2 separate regions of the Arabidopsis thaliana genome follow, and region 1 is linked to region 2. The links are chromatin contacts, called in public capture Hi-C maps. All regions are on one chromosome and are shown on one strand. The core of a region is the stretch at or near the end of the contact, and the rest is flanking DNA. Distances in the headings are between cores, read along the strand shown. Region 1 holds the start of AT5G44720 (Molybdenum cofactor sulfurase family protein). Region 2 holds the start of AT5G44410 (FAD-binding Berberine family protein).

Region 1 (5,235 bases), core at 2,659-5,158, 150 kb before region 2:
AGCTTCTGGGTACTTCAAATCTCTCTCTCTCCTTCACGGGTTCTTCCAAATTTCCATACTTTTTACCTTGTTTCCTGCGAAAAAAAGCTATCTTTTTTTTATTTGTGACCCTACATTGATATATGACTCAACTGCTGAAAAATTGATACTTTGCCTAGATTCCATCATTTATTGTTTCTTGGGTTAATCAATCACCACTTTTTAGCAAAAACCCTGAAATCGAATCAGTTTTTTCTCTGTAAATTTCATTTCTTTTCTGCAGAAATTAGCCTATTTGAGCTCAGTTTCGTGTATTTGTGCAGATTTTGGTGAAAGGATTTGAAATGGCGGTGTCGCTTTTATCGAAACTACGGTGTATAACAGTAGATGTTACTGGTACACTTATAGCTTACAAAGGAGAGCTTGGTGATTACTATTGTATGGCTGCTAAAGCCATTGGTTTGCCTTGTCCTGATTATAAACGAGTTCATGAAGGTTTTAAACTAGCTTATACAGATATGGCACAAAAGTATCCTTGTTTCGGTTTCCATGCCAAAATGCCAAACATTGTTTGGTGGAAAACTTGTGTGAGAGATTCATTTGTCAAGGTATTTGGTTTTATTTTATCTTCTTCGATATTAGGTGTATGTGTGTTACTTACTTTGATGTTATGGTGGGTCATTGATTAGGCAGGATATGAGTATGATGAGGAGACATTTGAGAAGATATTTAGGAGAATCTATTCGACGTTTGGTTCTGCTGCACCTTACTCTGTGTTTCAAGATTCTCAACCGTTTTTAAGATGGGCACGCAGGAAAGGTCTTATAGTCGGACTTGTTAGCAATGCGGAATACCGATATCAAGAAGTTATTTTACCTTCCTTCGGTTTGAGCAAGGTAGTGAAGAGTGACTCATTGTGACTGTGTGTGGTTCTTAGGTTCTTTAAACTTTACTCAATTTGCCATTTGACTCTTTTCAGGCAGAGTGGGATTTTGGTGTATTCTCTGGAATTGAAGGGATAGAGAAACCAGATCCGAGGATTTTTACGCTCGCGCTAGAGAGAGCCGGGAATAATATTGCGCCTGAAGAGGTTTTGCATATTGGAGACAGCATGCGCAAAGATTATGTTCCAGCAAAGAGTATTGGGATGCATGCTTTGTTGGTTGATAGGTTTAAGACGGAAGCTGCTAAAGACTGGATAGAAGCTGGAGCCATTGTGCTTCCAGATTTGGTTGCTGTTCAACAACTTTTGGAGTCTGATAAGTTGAAATGTTAAAATGCAGACCTCTCTTTAAGTATGAAATCTAATGTATTGTAGTATTGCACATTTGAGTAAAATAAGTTTCAACGGCTTCTTTGGTTACTATCACAGTAAGGTGCAGGCTTAAGATCAATCAAAACTTACAAGAAGTTTCGACGAAATCCTCATGTTTTCAAGGCTTAAGATCAATCAAAACCAAACAAAATCATACTTTCAACAAGTTTGGAATTAACATGAACAAGAAAGTAGTTCTCTTTACTTTAGTTAGAGATAACAACACAACACAACACAACAGAAGAAGAAGAAGCAACATGTTTATGTATTGACTTAAACAGCTGCTTCAGCTCTGGAAGGGATCTTCCTTATGACTGAGATGGTATCACCAACTTTGATTGTTTTCTTTCCTTCGCCTTCAGTGTTGGTTAAGTTCCAATTCCAAACCATCTCCTTGCCAAAGAAAACCTGTCATAAACCGAAATCAATATATTGAATAGGTTTAGCATCATAATCAATCCAACAAGTCTCTTCTGAAAACCAGACTAGAGCTTATATAGCTAACCTTTCCACGCGGTTTCTTGTCAGGCATTAAGACATTGTCTGATCTGAATTTCATCAGAGTTTCAGTTGGTTCTGCTTTACCCATAACCCCGGTTTCTTGATTCACAGTTGGTACCTGAAAGAACAAAATGGTTAAAAGCTCGACTTGAGAATCTGAGTGTTACATTACTTTCACGTCATATTCAGATAATCATCACCTTGCAGCGGCTACATAGCCTAACTCCTTGGAAGACTAAATCGTTTATTTTGATTTCATCCCAAAGATCTTCACCGAAAGGATCACAATTATCAACAAGAATGCTAGAGAGAAACAACAAACCACAGATTATGAACAAAACAACCATCATTGAAGGTAATAATAAGACCTCGAGATGATTGATATCGCTTACTTGGGTCTAAAACGGTTTATAGGCACCGGTTCTGGCAGAAGGGTATTCAAATGGTCTAAAGAACCCTAACAACCAAAAACAAAAAGAAGATCAAATGCGGAAATGCCTATTCACATTAACCGATATCGGAAATATAGATATTGGCTCACCTGAGATGCAACCAAAAACGGAAACATATCCATGAATGTTGTAGAGTAACCCGCTGCAAACTCAGGAGGTGAAGGTCTAGTTTCAGTATCTGTAGACAAATAACTTGATCAACTCGGTGCATTAAGATTTGTTGCAAATCAAAAGATTCAAAAGAAAGTAAACTGAAACCTTTATTAAACCGAACCAAACGGCTTTGTTTTCCAAGATAATCTGAAAACCATTTCGCAGCTTCTTCTCCTTCATCAAAAGCAGAGCCAGACCATTCCCACATCGACACACCTTCTGCTACCGAGCTTGGCCTAGTCAACGGTATCTTTAACGGACTCATACCAGGAGCTCTTATCACTGCAAAATGAATAATCAAGAACGTAAATTGAAGTCTCGATTCAGAGACAATTCTCGTAGTTAAGCCAGAAATTTACCCAACAATGAGTCATTTGTTGGCTCCCAATCTTCCAAGAAGGCTTCCTTAGGCAACTCCGATTCAACAAGAGCAAGGGTTGGCTCAACTCTTTGAGTGTATGCTCTTCCTTTATAGTTAACAACTAACCAATACCGGTCCCACTGAAAACCTACATCAGTTTCCATAGATTAAACCCATGGAATTATCCATTAGATCAAACACCAAGACAACTTCATAGTCAAACATTCCACCATCTTAATTTTAACACACATGAAACTCTCCCGTTTCTTATCAAAATTTAGCCCTATATATTAGCATTGTGTTCACTTTCTCGGAAACTTTGTTCACAATTCTATCAATCAAACAAGACCCTTTTCTGCTATCTTCGAACCCTTAACATATAAAGAAACAGAAATGAGAGTGAAACTGTAGTCTTCATGCCAACAAAAAAAAAAAGAGAAAAACTTTAGTGGTCACTCTCATTATACCCAAATAATATCATCTTCCCAGAAATTGTTCACTTTCCATCCAATCAAACAAGAACAATTTCCAGATAATTTGTTCATTTTCCAACCAATAAACTAATAAAGCAAGACCCTTTCTAGTATCATCGATCCCGTAACAATGAGAGTGAAAAATCTAAATGTTCATGCCAACATAAAAGTGGAGACTTTAAGTGTTCACTCTCATTTTACCCTATTAATAGCAATTTCTGAGACAATTTGTTCACTTTCTCGGAAAATTTGTTGACTTTCCCTAAATCAAACAAAACCCATATCTTATAATCAAAATCTCAGAAAATCAAGAATGATCAAAAGGGAATCTTTCTCATACCAATTTTTTTAAAAGGACCTTTTTTCAATTCTCAGAAGTCAAACTAAGAGGAGTAGAAGAAGAAGAAGAAGATTGTTCTTAGTTTTTACCAGTATGAGTAACGGTAGCCTGAGGAACAGAGATTCCACGGCAAGATTTGATCGGATAAATGACCAAAGATTGAATCTTTAGACCTTCCTCCATTTCTCTCTCCCTTTCACAAACACTTGCTAATGAATCCTTTTAGCTTTAGTAAAAAGGGAACATAAAAAGAAGAATCATTCAAGAATTTGCCATCGTTTTCAAAATGTTGTCGTTTGAGTTTTATGCATTTTTCACACGTGGATTATATAAGCAGACAGGTTACACCAACCATCTTTTAATATTTGGTTCTTTTTCAACTTTTTGATGGACTAAACTCATTCAAGTAAATCCGTGGTAATTAGGATCCCTGTAAAAAATCAATTCTCAATAAGAACAAGTAACAAGTGACACGTTCCATTTCAGTATTAGAATGGTCGACCTACCACCTCAGAATAGTTGAACTAGTACTCAGAATTAGAATGGCCGACCTACCACTTCAGTATTTAGTCACCTTAATATTTAAATTCGAAAAGGTAAAAATCTATAAATTCACTTTCAATCCAACATCAAAGACTGACAAAGAGGATTTGAAATCTATCACGAGATAAGAAAAACTAGATCAAAAAAGTACAAACATCTCACCAATATTAATCTCAAAAAACTCTAAAGACTAAAAGAGTAAGAGAAGAGAAACAAAAGCCATTGACATTTTTAGTCAAAAGGGAAGCAAATAGCTTTCAACTATGTCTCAACATAGTAACATCATTGGAAACCAATTCAGTTTTAAGTAGGAGAAATTTTCACTTATAAGTTCTATCTGATTCAACCAGAAGAGTTTGACTCTAAGAGTGCAGAGAATTTTTTGTAGCTATGGTTATTACTTCTACTTGTTACGCTTCGCAGCACGTTTTCCATGACCCTTCTTTGGTGGTCCTTTGTCACGACGTTTCAACATCTCAAGCTTCGATATCCGCCTACAACAACAACACCCAAACTTAAGTTAAAATGCCTCTCAACAGAGAGAAAACAATGATAACATAAGCAGTGAATATAAAACCAAGTGTAAGTGAATTTCAAAGACAGTACTATCCTTGCCAAATAAGATTAGTTCGTGACTATGTTGCATTTTACACCAGAAACCAAAGAACATGACTCTGCGTAAGCTCCACAAATCACAAGAAGGCTCATACAATCTACATCTAGTTTCTTTCTCATGTCTAGGATTTTGGATACTAACCCCCAAATAGCAATTGAACTAAAAAGCTTGTGGAAACATGTTCCAGCTCAATCCCACTCAAAGAGTTTTCTATGATAAACAAAGCAATCAATTGGAAAGTAAACAAGAAAAGAGAGGTTTAGGAAAGTACTCTTTTTCTTCTCTAGCCAAGACATTGGGATCCTCATTCTTGATGTCGTATGGATACCATTCTGCAACCTTATCACCAATAAGCTTCTTCCTTAATATCTTATGAGGAGATCTCTGTCCCGTTGGGTTAAGCATATGTCCGAAAATCCTTGCTCTTGCTTCGGTCACACCTCGACCCACTGCTGAAGATATAAGGCTCTTCAGGCTACCACTAGCCATCTTCCTTGAAAGT
Region 2 (5,517 bases), core at 1,313-3,812:
CAACATTTTTCTCTCATCCATATCAGGTTCCAAGATGCTTGAAATATCATGTCAAGTAAACATATATTTCAAACACCACAAAGATTATAAACATAGATTTCAAGAGAACAAAGCTAACCGTTATATCTCCAAGTGCTTCATTTATTTCTTCCAAAGTAAATCCCTTCATGCAACTTTCACTGAACTTGTGCTTGCACATTCTTGGACATTCCTTGTCTGCACGTACAACTTCTCTAAATCTCTTCCCAAGCTGCGGAATGCACTCAAATGCCAGAATCTAGACACAAAAACATAAAAGTAAATGAAAGTTCACAATAACAAAATCTAGCCACTCATATAATTTACTCGACTACTTACCTCAAGTGGAGTAATAAATCCATAAAAAGCAGTCTGTGCCTTTTGTTTCACCACACCTTTCATGTTCTTCATTACTCTCTGCACCCCTTCCATACACTGCTCAAAGGAAAAACGTCCCCACGGGAATGTCTCACAAGCTCTGACATTATCCACAATCCTAAGCAAAAACTCCTCTATCTTCGAATCCCCTTTAGAATCAGCTTTCATAACCTTAGCTAAGAATAACAGAATTGCCAACTTCAACCTAGCAGTAGACTTCTCACTCTTAAACTCTTCCAGCTTCTCTTCCACGTCTTTAATCTTGATGTCCTCAGTCCTCTTAAACAACTTCTCCACAAACTTCAAACTGCCTAAAGTCTTATAGTTTTTTGGGTACTCACGGCAGTTCAAACCGGTCAACAATGCATGCTCTCTAATTGAGTACCTTATAGGTACTCCATTGACAACAAACCAACACTCTCTCGCCAATTCTGTCTTAGCCGTGCGAACCATAAGCATCCACATGCCTTGAATCATGTGATTGGGCTCCTTAGGCATGTGGAATATGTGCTTAAATTGGTCATGATTCCTAAACCACTTCAGTTCTGCATCCAAAGTCTCTATAAATTCCACTGTTTGTACCAACTGACACCTCGTTCCTATCTTACACACCTTCGTGTAGGTAGTTGGATCAAAGTACATAACTTCTGGCGGCAATGGTTGATTATCATCATCATCATCATCATCATCCTGCATATTCTGCGGCTGAAGATCATCATCACCATCCTGCATATTCTGCGGCAGGTTATCATCATCACCATCATCCTGCATATTCAATTCAAAATACTTTCAATTTCACATTAACTACCTAGTTGTACTACTTGTTCCTGAATGACCATTCACAAATTTACGACCTAGTTGTACTACTTGTTTTATCTGAAGCACCATTCACAAATCCAATCATTTACCAATGCATGCATAATATCCTAAAACGAGCCTAATCAAAAAAATAACGGTCTTCTATCATACCTTATTTGCTCCATCATCATGTTGAACAACTGCATTCGTTGCCTCTTCTTCTTCTGCACAAGAATCGGCATTTGGGTTTGAAAGATCGTCAATTGATTCCCATGCGACGGCGTTTGAATTACCCAAATCGGCGGCGTCACAATCGCCGGTTGTAGGCTGGATTTCTCCGGCTTCCTCTTCTGTTGTAAGAAGCTCTGCGCCTTCTTCATCTCTTTGGGGAATCTCGGCGGCGGTCTCGTCGACTGATGGAGGAATTTCGCCGGTCGATTCAACCCTAGTTGATTCATATTCTCCAGATGAGTCTTTTACTCTAGCCATTGGAAAATAAATTTGCGGATATGAAAGAGACAAAGACGAACGAAAACGGAGAAGAAAGAAGAATAGAAGAGATTGATTTTTCCGGTGAAAGTGGTATCGTCGGAGACGAAAGAAGACGACGACGGAGAGAAGAGGAAGAAGTCGAGAAGTGAAAAGGGGGAACTTAGGTTTTTACTTAGGTTTTTTCTGTAAATAATACAACTGAGCCGAGTATTTACATTTTTTTTTGGGCCCGAGCCCAACAAATTAAGTTTTCTTGTAGTTTTTGTGGTTTCGCAAGGGTTTTTCGTCCTTTCCTCATTTTTCGATTTAAATAAAAATCAATAATAATATTCCAAACATAAGAATGGCACGAGTGATTATTTATTCTCCAATAGTGGCATAAGAGGTGAGCTTCCAGTCAAGATCGGCCCATAACCATAACGCCCATAACCAAGTCAACACTACCAAAGATGTTGTCATGAATAGATTTATGGTTGATTATGTAGTGTTGTGAATATGCATTACTATTTTCTTTCAAGATGAATTATTAAGGCGTAAGACGAAACTAATTTTACTTTGCCACTTTACTAAAAACATATTTTCAATCGTATATATATATCCTAATAGCACTACAGATTTTGGTCCAAAATAAAATAAAAAAGCACTACAGATTTTCATATAAGCTTTTTGAATGAAATTATAAAATCATCAAATGACACAGACATTTACTACTAAAATATACTATAATCATATCCATTAAACGATAAGAGTGGAGTCTAAGATTTTTATAATCTTTAGAATCAATCTACCAATAACTCTCTTTTTAAGAACAAAACTATAGGCTACTAATCATATACTCATATTATAAAACATGTAATCATATAAAGTGACGTAACCTTATGATAACATTTCAGCTGAATATGAGCCACATAACTGAATCAGATAGGATCGATCATACATCAAAACATAAGAAACAGACACAACACAACATAAGAAACAGACACAACATAAAAAGTATCTAACACATACCCACTTGATATAAACAAAAATAAAATAAAAGTTCTATAGACCCATGCTTTATTGTCTTCTCACCGTCTCTGCATTAAGAAAATGGAGATTTTGAGATTTTTGCTTTCTCTCTTTATATATTTTCTTTTGTTGAATCTTTCTCTTTCACATTTTCCTTCGATTTCAGCTCAAAGGACTAACCATGAAAACTTCCTCAAGTGTCTCTCTCACCGAATCAACGAGGACGACTCAAGAATCATACACACATCAAAAGATCCTTCGTATTTCTCAATCTTGAATTCTTCCATACAAAATCCAAGATTCTTTGTTCTCGAAACACCTAAACCGGTTTCAATCATCACTCCGGTTCAAGCCACCGATGTTCAATCTACGATTAAATGCGCACGGCTTCACGGTATACACATCAGGACTAGGAGTGGTGGTCATGACTACGAAGGTTTATCTTACATGGCTAAAAGCAGACCGTTCGTTGTCATTGATTTGAGAAATCTCCGGTCTATTACATTAGATGTTGATAACCGGACCGGTTGGGTTCAATCCGGAGCTACAATTGGGGAATTGTACTATGAGATTGGAAAATTAAGCAAATCTTTGGCCTTTCCGGCCGGTCTTTATCCAACCGTTGGCATCGGAGGGCAATTCGGAGGTGGTGGGTACGGTACGTTGATGAGAAAATACGGTTTATCGGCGGACAATGTAATTGATGCACATATTGTTGACGCGAATGGAAGCTTTCTTGACCGACAAGGCATGGGTGAAGATTTCTTTTGGGCTATCCGTGGAGGCGGAGGATCAAGCTTCTCTGTTGTCCTGTCATGGAAGATTAGATTGCTTGATGTTCCGTCGGTAGTAACGGTCTTTAAAGTCGTGAAAACATCGGAAAAAGAGGCTGTCTCGATCATCAACAAGTGGCAGTATATTGCGGATAAGGTTCCTAATGATCTTTTCATCAGAGCTATGCTACAGAAGGAAACCGAGGTTTATGCTTCGTTCCCGGGACTTTATCTCGGTCCGGTAAGCGATCTATTAGCATTGATGAAAGATAAGTTTCCGGAATTAGGTCTTGAGATTGGAAATTGTAGAGAAATGAGTTGGATTGAGTCTGTTCTCTGGTTTATAAAAGGAGAATCAATGGAAATTCTTGCGAAACGGAAACGAACGTCAAGATCTTTCAAGGGAAAAGATGATTTCATCGAAGAACCGATACCTAAAACCGCGATTCAGTATCTTTGGAGACGATTCGAGGCGCCCGAGGCTCGGCTTGCAAAGATCATACTCACTCCATTTGGTGGCAAAATGAGTGAAATTGCGGATAACGAAATACCATTCCCACATAGAGAAGGTAATCTTTATGAGATTCAATATTTAGCTTATTGGAGTGAAGAAGAAGATAAGAACAAGACTAATACTGAAAAGTATTTGAGATGGGTCGAGAGTGTATACGAATTTATGACTCCTTATGTTTCAAAATCTCCACGAAGAGCTTATGTTAATTTTAGAGACATTGATTTGGGAATGTATCTTGGGTTGAATATGAAGACAAAGTACGAGGAAGCAAAGGTTTGGGGAGTGAAGTATTTCAAGAACAATTTCGATAGATTGGTGAGAGTTAAAACAAATGTTGATCCAATGGATTTCTTCTGTGATGAACAAAGTATACCAATTATGAAATATGTTAATGATATTTGAAATAGTCAAATTTGTTTCCCTTGCACATGTAACGGGCCTTCATCTCTTTGAATTTTTCCTTGGGTTGGTAAATTTAGAGTCGAATAAAACTAACCGAACCAAAAGCAAACCGGAATGTTTTGTACACCGGTTTGTTCTGAATATTCAAATTAGATATGACAATTCTTGTTTGGACACATGTCTAGTCTAAATCTGGTCCAATATTATAACGGTTATAAAGTGAAATAATTGGAAATAATTAGCATGTCCCATACTCCCACTAGAATGTCACACAACACGATTGTTGAGATGATTAATTTGCTATATGCCTGATCTTGTAGCTCATCTGTTTTAAGGGCTTAGATGTCAATTCTTGTTTGGACATGTCTAGTAACTATGATTTTTAAAATAAATTTATATAAGTCTATAATTAAATTATATAATTTCATTTAGGAACATAATAATATATTACAATTAAAGGAATACTTTAGAAATAAAAAAAATTGGAGCAACAATACTATTTATTTCTCTATTTTTTGAAGCAAAATATAAAACACCATAGTAAATGGTTTTATATCAAATATAGAGTTTAGAGCAAACTTTGAAGCATTATCGGAAATGTTTTTAGTGCTAAACAATCTAAACGGCGACACTAGGTGATCCAAACATCCGATTATCACCTAATAATCTGTGAAAGTAAAGATGCTCAGAGGCTATATATGAAGAAGATAAGTTTCATTTCTCTTATTTGTTTTCCTTAAGGTTTGAGGTTACATCATGTTTTCCTTTTACAGGAGTTACATTGTCAGTGACACTAGGGTTTATTCTGACACATGTCAGGTCTTTATTGATTCTAAACAGTCAAAACGGTTTTGTAAAACCACTCCATCTTTGCCAGCACAGCTCGTGGTTTTGGTCACTTGATCCAATCCTGATTTACTTTTGGTTTTGTCTTCTTTTGTAGGTGGAGATGATCGTTGGAACTGTGAACTGTTTTGGGTCTGCGCTTGGATCTTCTGCTTGTTGGGCTTGATCTGTGTTGGATTCTCAATTTGGCCCAATCGCTAAACCTTCTTGAGGATGTCGTTTGGTAAGCTTGTCTATACAGCTTCCTCTTCTTCATGTCCGATCACAGCTGTGGTTTGATTCTTCTCT

What was found. Capture Hi-C pulls out chosen DNA fragments and counts their contacts.
Region 1: a capture Hi-C map of shoot shows a contact between it and region 2, with 5 times the contacts expected there. The contact joins the promoter of AT5G44720 here to the promoter of AT5G44410 in region 2. A contact is called at or near these places in 2 of 3 other capture datasets (seedling and shoot).

The regions. Positions count from the first base shown.
Region 1 is chr5:18,041,608-18,046,842 of TAIR10.1, reverse strand. AT5G44720 (Molybdenum cofactor sulfurase family protein) reads right to left here and starts at 3,908. Exons shown (of 8, transcript NM_123839.4): 1 at 3,664-3,908; 2 at 2,760-2,909; 3 at 2,506-2,682; 4 at 2,337-2,425; 5 at 2,188-2,252; 6 at 1,996-2,098; 7 at 1,800-1,913; 8 at 1,329-1,702. The coding sequence starts at 3,757. The coding sequence ends at 1,568. It overlaps AT5G44710 (37S ribosomal protein S27), which reads right to left. Exons shown (of 3, transcript NM_123838.5): 2 at 5,005-5,235; 3 at 4,162-4,611. The coding sequence starts at 5,222. The coding sequence ends at 4,521. It overlaps AT5G44730 (Haloacid dehalogenase-like hydrolase (HAD) superfamily protein), which reads left to right. Exons shown (of 4, transcript NM_203155.3): 1 at 1-9; 2 at 303-587; 3 at 669-875; 4 at 959-1,347. The coding sequence starts at 324. The coding sequence ends at 1,255.
Region 2 is chr5:17,890,112-17,895,628 of TAIR10.1, reverse strand. AT5G44410 (FAD-binding Berberine family protein) reads left to right here and starts at 2,562. Exons shown (of 1, transcript NM_123808.4): 1 at 2,562-4,497. The coding sequence starts at 2,776. The coding sequence ends at 4,383. It also overlaps the pseudogene AT5G44415.